Regions from separate parts of the Urocitellus parryii genome. Here region 2 is linked to region 1. A link is a contact called in public Hi-C data. All regions are on one chromosome and are shown on one strand. The core of a region is the stretch at or near the end of the contact, and the rest is flanking DNA. Distances in the headings are between cores, read along the strand shown. Region 1 holds the start of Tmem9b (TMEM9 domain family member B). Region 2 holds the start of Rpl27a (ribosomal protein L27a).

What was found. A called contact is a pair of places that touch in the nucleus more often than the background predicts.
Region 2: a contact with region 1 is called in a Hi-C map of liver, with 4 times the contacts expected there. The contact joins the promoter of Rpl27a here to the promoter of Tmem9b in region 1. A contact is called at or near these places in 2 of 2 Hi-C or Micro-C datasets (liver and muscle).

The regions. Positions count from the first base shown.
Region 1 is chr4:54,220,104-54,223,122 of mUroPar1.hap1, reverse strand. Tmem9b (TMEM9 domain family member B) reads right to left here and starts at 1,395. Exons shown (of 5, transcript XM_026409561.2): 1 at 721-1,395. The coding sequence starts at 825.
Region 2 is chr4:54,470,867-54,473,684 of mUroPar1.hap1, reverse strand. It overlaps Rpl27a (ribosomal protein L27a), which reads left to right and starts at 1,298. Exons shown (of 5, transcript XM_026409594.2): 1 at 1,298-1,370; 2 at 1,747-1,810; 3 at 2,069-2,144; 4 at 2,554-2,728. The coding sequence starts at 1,368. LOC113197340 (small nucleolar RNA SNORA3/SNORA45 family) reads left to right here and starts at 2,282; the gene lies at 2,282-2,411.

The DNA of each region.
Region 1 (3,019 bases), core at 146-2,645:
CAATCTCTGGTAGAAAGAAAAGAGAAGAGAAGAAAAGAAAAGAAAAGAAAGAAAGAAAAACTTGGGAAAGGCCATAATCTCACCTTTCCTGTGGTTTGTCTCATTCCTTTTCCACTAAATTATAAGAAAGAGAGAAGGCAAGAAAGAAGCAAAGAGGTCCTTGAGAGGGAGAGATGAGACTATTAAGCTGGTGAGAGATACTCTGTTGGTCCTGCTACTAAGGGAGTCTACCAGGAAAGATTAGTTTCCATGATAGGAAGGGAATCTGTTTAGGAATGGGTTCAGGGGAGTTAGTTCCTAATAGGAAAAACTTCTGTAAGGGAGGGGCTTCCTATCATTTGGTTTGGAGAACACGGGGGAGGGGTTCTGAGGCTGGTGGAGGGTAGGGGGTAAGGTATCAGAGCAGGTGGAGAGTTAAAGATTCTTGGAAAGGTTGTAATGGACGCTGTCTGGGCTGGGGAGGGAAATGTCAAAACGTGGAAGAGTAGCTGTCAGGACTGGGTGTGGGGGCGGCGATTGCCAGGCTGTCAGGACTGAGGGCAGGAGTGCTACCGGGCAGTAAAGAGTAAGGGTGAGTGCTGCAAGGGCTGTGAAGCTAGGAGCATGGCTGTCAGGGCTGGGGGAGGGCTCGGGTAGAGAACAGGTAGGCAGATCCAGTTTCCGCAAGGCCAGAGGTAAGGGAGGAGCTCCTGTCAGGAGCGAAGGCTGGGCGGGACTCACCTTGGCGGCGTCTGTCAGCTGTACCAGCAGCAGTACGGAGAGCGCCAGGCAGGACAGGCTGAGCATGGAACCAAGTCGAAGGAGACCTCCCCACAGAGTCGCCATCACCGCCGCCCAGCCAGCCGGCAGCCCGGAGGCCGGAGACCTACTCCCGGCTCGGAATCCGGCTCGGGATCCTGCGCCGCACTTCCGTCTGGGACTTCACGTCATCAGCCGCGCCGGGTCAGCTGTAAAATGCATCCGCCCCGGAAACTGTTCCCTGTGCGGAAAGGCCCGGAGGCTGTACGAACTCCACGCGGGGTGGGCCAATGCTCTGTCCCCGGACGGAAAGGGTTCGCGCTGGGGTTGCAGTCTGGGCGCTCGGACATCTTCCTGGGAGCAGAAGCAGCGGGGGCTGGTCGAGCTGCCGGTGCGCTGGAAAGTTCTTTTACTCAGGGAGACCCCATTAAGCTCCAGTGTCCTAGGGGGTGCGGGGTCGGAGCCTTCGTTGCCATCCAGGGGAGGCCGGGGTGAGCCGAAGCTCCAGGAATTGCTGGGGCAGAGGCTCATTCTGGCTGGCGCGGCCTGCCGGGTGCCAAGCGCGGAAACCAGGCTGGGTCTGGGCCGAGCATTCTTTTCCCGGAAGCCCACCCCAGTCGGAATGTTAAGGAGTCGTCTCCTGCACTTTGGGTACTAACCTGCCTCTCGGGAGCCTCCGGGACACAACTGCCTGCCAGGTTTCTAACAGCCTTTGTTAGCCGCCCTGGTGGGTGTGGCCTCCGCTTCTGGCTGACCGCCTTGGTCCAGCCTGCATTTAGGAAGTGGGTCACAGCGGCAGGGCTGGGCTGGGTAGCAGCATCCTCCGCCCAGGATTCCAAGGAGGTGGGGAATCCGGGCGCTGCGCACCGGTGAGGACTTGCCTATCCTTGGCGTCTGACCGCTAAGTCCGAGATGGGATAGTGCTGACCCAGTTCCTCAGGGCACATCATCCTCAGCAGATATTTTAGAAGCACCCTAGAGGCGGCACAGGGTCTCCCATTAAAATATTTTTCAGGGGACTGGAATTGTGGCTCAGCGGTAGAGCGATGGTTTAGCACGCGCGAGGCCCTGGGTTCAGTCCTTAGCACCACATAAAAATAAAACAAAGGTATTGTGTCCAACTACTTCTAAAAAATAAATATTTAAAAATATTTTTCAGTTAATGGAGACTGACGAGGTAGTGGAAGGAATGAAGGATTCATCACAACCTTTATGGATTTGCTGAATGACATTGGGCAAATCACTTCCCTTTTCTGGGTCTTTGGTTTTTTGCTCATCCTAAGGGAATTGAACTATGAATTTCAAAATCTGTTCCTGTGATACCCCGTGTTTTTTTTTCTCTCTCTCTCTAAATAGATTTTAAAAGTGGTCCTTTCATTAGAGAATATCATGCTAAGTGAAATAAGCCAATCGCCCCCCAAAAAACAAAGGCTGAATGTTTTCTCTGGTAAGTGGATGATGATCCATGGGATGGGTAGGGAAGAATGAAGCAACTTTGGATTGTGCAGAGGGGAGTGAGAGGAGAGTTGGGGCTGTGGGGATGGGAAGGACAGTAGAAAGAGACAGACATTATTACCCTATATATACATATGATTACACTACTGGTGTGATTCTGCACCATGTATAGCCACAGGAATGAGAAGTTGTGCTCCATTTGCGTACAATGTGTTAAAATACATTCTACTGTCATGTATAACTAATTAGAAAAAATTTTTTAAAAAGTGGTCCTTTCTAGTTTGTGAAAATGTTTCAACAGGTAAAATTTTCTAAATATTTTTCCTCCCATGTGATTCTTGTTGCTTCTAGGCCAGACTCCAACACAAGCTTTCTGTTACTGCACCACATGTATTTAGCCATTTTGGATCCCAAAAGGCAAATGACACCAAACCCCAATCAGAGCCAGATCAGCTGAGCTAGTTGCTTTCTTACCAATTTCCTGTGAAGATACTGTCACACTGGTGAACTCTCAAGTCTTTGCAGTGGGGTTTTTGCTGGCCAGAGAAAATCTGGAGACAGCCTGGGTTAGATGTAATGGTGAGGCACTGTGGATCTGATTGCTAAAAGCTGATTCAGCTGCAAATTTGGCATCAGTTTAGAGTTGTCTAGGACTGGTATCTAAATAATGGAGTGCTCACTCTGCTGAAACCTCATAAGACTTCTTCCTTAAAAATTGTTTTCAATGCCTTGATAGGGGTACAGAGGCTTACAGGATATATACCTTACTGCCTCCATCTGAGGGGTTTCATCTGTTGTGTGTGTGTTTGAGATGGGGGTTTCTTGT
Region 2 (2,818 bases), core at 49-2,548, 250 kb before region 1:
TGAGCAAGGAAGAGTGAGTTCCTTGGATATGTTTATCTGTAGAATCCAAGGGATGCTAACCAGTAATTAAGTGAATGTATGGGTGTAGAGCACAGCAACAGAAATGTGAATTGAAGTCACATGAGGTGACCAAGTACTGTGAAAAGGTAAGTTGGAAAAGGACAGAAGGCTGAGGAATCTCGGCATTTAAATGGTGGACAATTAAACTCAGCATGGTGGTGCATCATGCCTGTAACACCAGTGATTCAGGAAGCTGAGGCAGAAGCATTGCAAATTTGAAGCTACCTCAGCAATTTACCAAGGCCCTAAGCAACTTAGTGTAACCCTGTTTCAAAAAAAGAAAAAAAGAAAAAGAGGGTCTGGAGTTGTAGGTCAGTGGTAGAGCGCTTGACCAGCACTGTGTGAGGCGCTGGGTTCGATCCTCAGCACTACATAAAAAAATAAACGAAGGTTAAATAAAATAAATATATATATATATTTTTTTATATATATATTTAATAATTATATAAGAGCTATGTACTAAATTGTGTGGCAGTACACGTGAGCAGCTTTGATAACTGGTAGAAGTTTCACAAAGGAAATGCTTGCATAGGATGCAGGTTGAACGGGGGTTATCTAATTCAGAAGAGGAAGGAGTCGGGGGCATCCCAACCAGGTTCCAGAAAAAATTCACATGTGGCGTTTAGAAAAAGCATTTACAATGTCTGGATCCCCAAAGCATAGTGGTTGTTTAAACTTGAGGTGACTTCGGTGACGACAGCAGAAGGGCAAAGTAAGTGGGGCAAGCGGCCACTCAGAAGGATGGCCGGCAAGTCCCTGAGGCGGTGGAGGCTCTGCAGAAGCAACTCCCAAGAGCTGCGAACAGGTGAGCACACTGAAGGCTAGACGGCGCCTCGGGCTCCACACTGCGGCCGAGGAAGCCACCAACCACCAGGTCTGAGCAGAACGTTAAGAGCCGGGGAGGGGCTCAAGGCTGGGGCTTTTGGCCAGGCACCGAGAGATAAAGAGGTCCTCCCTGTCAGCCTAGGCGGTACCCGGGCCTGGGCGCCAGGAAATGGCCTGGCTCACCTTGGTCGCAGCGGTAAAGCACCCCAAGCCCTAGATTCCTCTACAGTTTTCAGCATCCGAGCCAGATGCAACGGGCGGCACCAAGAAGAGTTCCCCGCTCAGACCACCAGCACTTCACTGTGAACAGAACTAGCCTCAGAAAGAGGATGCTACCGGCGTGAGTCAGAAACCCGCGAGACCAATGAGGTCCCGCCCGAGGCCCGCCTCCTTGCCGGAAGTGAGGCAATTGGTCCCGCCCCCTACTTTCGATACCTCGCGAGACTTCGCTGAGGCCTTCCTTTTTCGTCTTAGCCGCCGACATGGTAGGTGTTTCTTTTTTGGCCTCCGCTTTCCTGCGGCCAGACACGCGGAGCTCTGCTCACTTTGCCTCCCAGCCACATAACCCGGTTTTCCAGATTGCGCGTGGCAGGCCTTAGGGCAGTATGGCTGTCGCGGACCCGGGGCGGGGATCCTGGTGCAGCGTGCTAGGCCCAGGGTTCGGATCTTTGAGACACGAGGGCCGGAGCGCCCTGGCGCCGCCCTGATGAAACCGTCGGGCCAGCCAGTAACCTCATCCTTGCCGAATGCGCCAGAACTCAGGCCCTTGTTCCCAGTTCTGCAGGCTTGTCTCAAGCTGGCAAGCATTATTCCCAACCCTTCTTATTTAGGCTTGATCAATAAGCTCCTTTTCCCACGCAGCCATCCAGACTGAGGAAGACCCGGAAACTTCGGGGACACGTGAGCCATGGCCACGGCCGCATCGGTAAGTTTCTCCTGCTCGGCTTAGAAACTAACGTAGCGTAGAAGTAAGACTTTTGCGGTTGAGTAGGGATTGAATTGAACAGATGTTCACTTTTTTTCTCCCCCTATTTAAGGATCTTCTGGTATTCCAGTTTTAGAGAATGTTTGTAGATAGGAAACAGCGTGAGCGGCGCAGAAGTGGGGAAGTTCTCCGCTTGGCTAAACGGGATTGAGGGGTTGGGAAAGGTTATGTGAATCCTGTAGCTTTATATTCCTGCAGGCAAGCACCGGAAGCACCCAGGAGGCCGGGGTAATGCTGGTGGCATGCATCACCACAGGATTAACTTCGACAAATAGTGAGTGTTTCTTGATATTGTTTTTACACAGTATATAAAGCCAGCCTAGAACATCGGTGGAAGTTGGCCTCTTAAAAACCTTGTCTATTACTGGCTTTGCCGAGTTAACTTTTGATGTTGTGAACTGAGAAACCATCATCGAGGCTAGAGTCACGCTTGGGTATTGGCTGTTGCCTTAGTGTGCTAGAGTCCTCGAAAAATAACCGCTGACCTTATTCACTGGCTGTGGGCTTCATGGCACAGCTAGTCACCAGGTTAGTGACATTAGATTCACTTGTATCCATGGGTTAGGGGATGATGTATTTGACTGTATCTCTAGGGGACCTCTATTAGAAAAGTGTAGATTTTTCTACAGAATACTATCAAATGTAGCTTTTTAATGAAGATGGTTTGGTCATTTCTTTCCCAGTCACCCAGGTTACTTTGGGAAAGTTGGTATGAGGCATTACCACTTAAAGAGGAACCAGAGTTTCTGCCCAACTGTCAACCTTGATAAATTGTGGACATTGGTTAGTGAACAGACACGAGTAAATGCTGCCAAAAATAAGACGGGAGCTGCTCCCATAATTGATGTAGTCCGATCGGTGAGTAAATTAGATATTAACTATAAAGTCCCTTTGTCCTTACAAAATTCTGAGTTATGATACACTTAAATGTCTCCTATACCTCTCTGA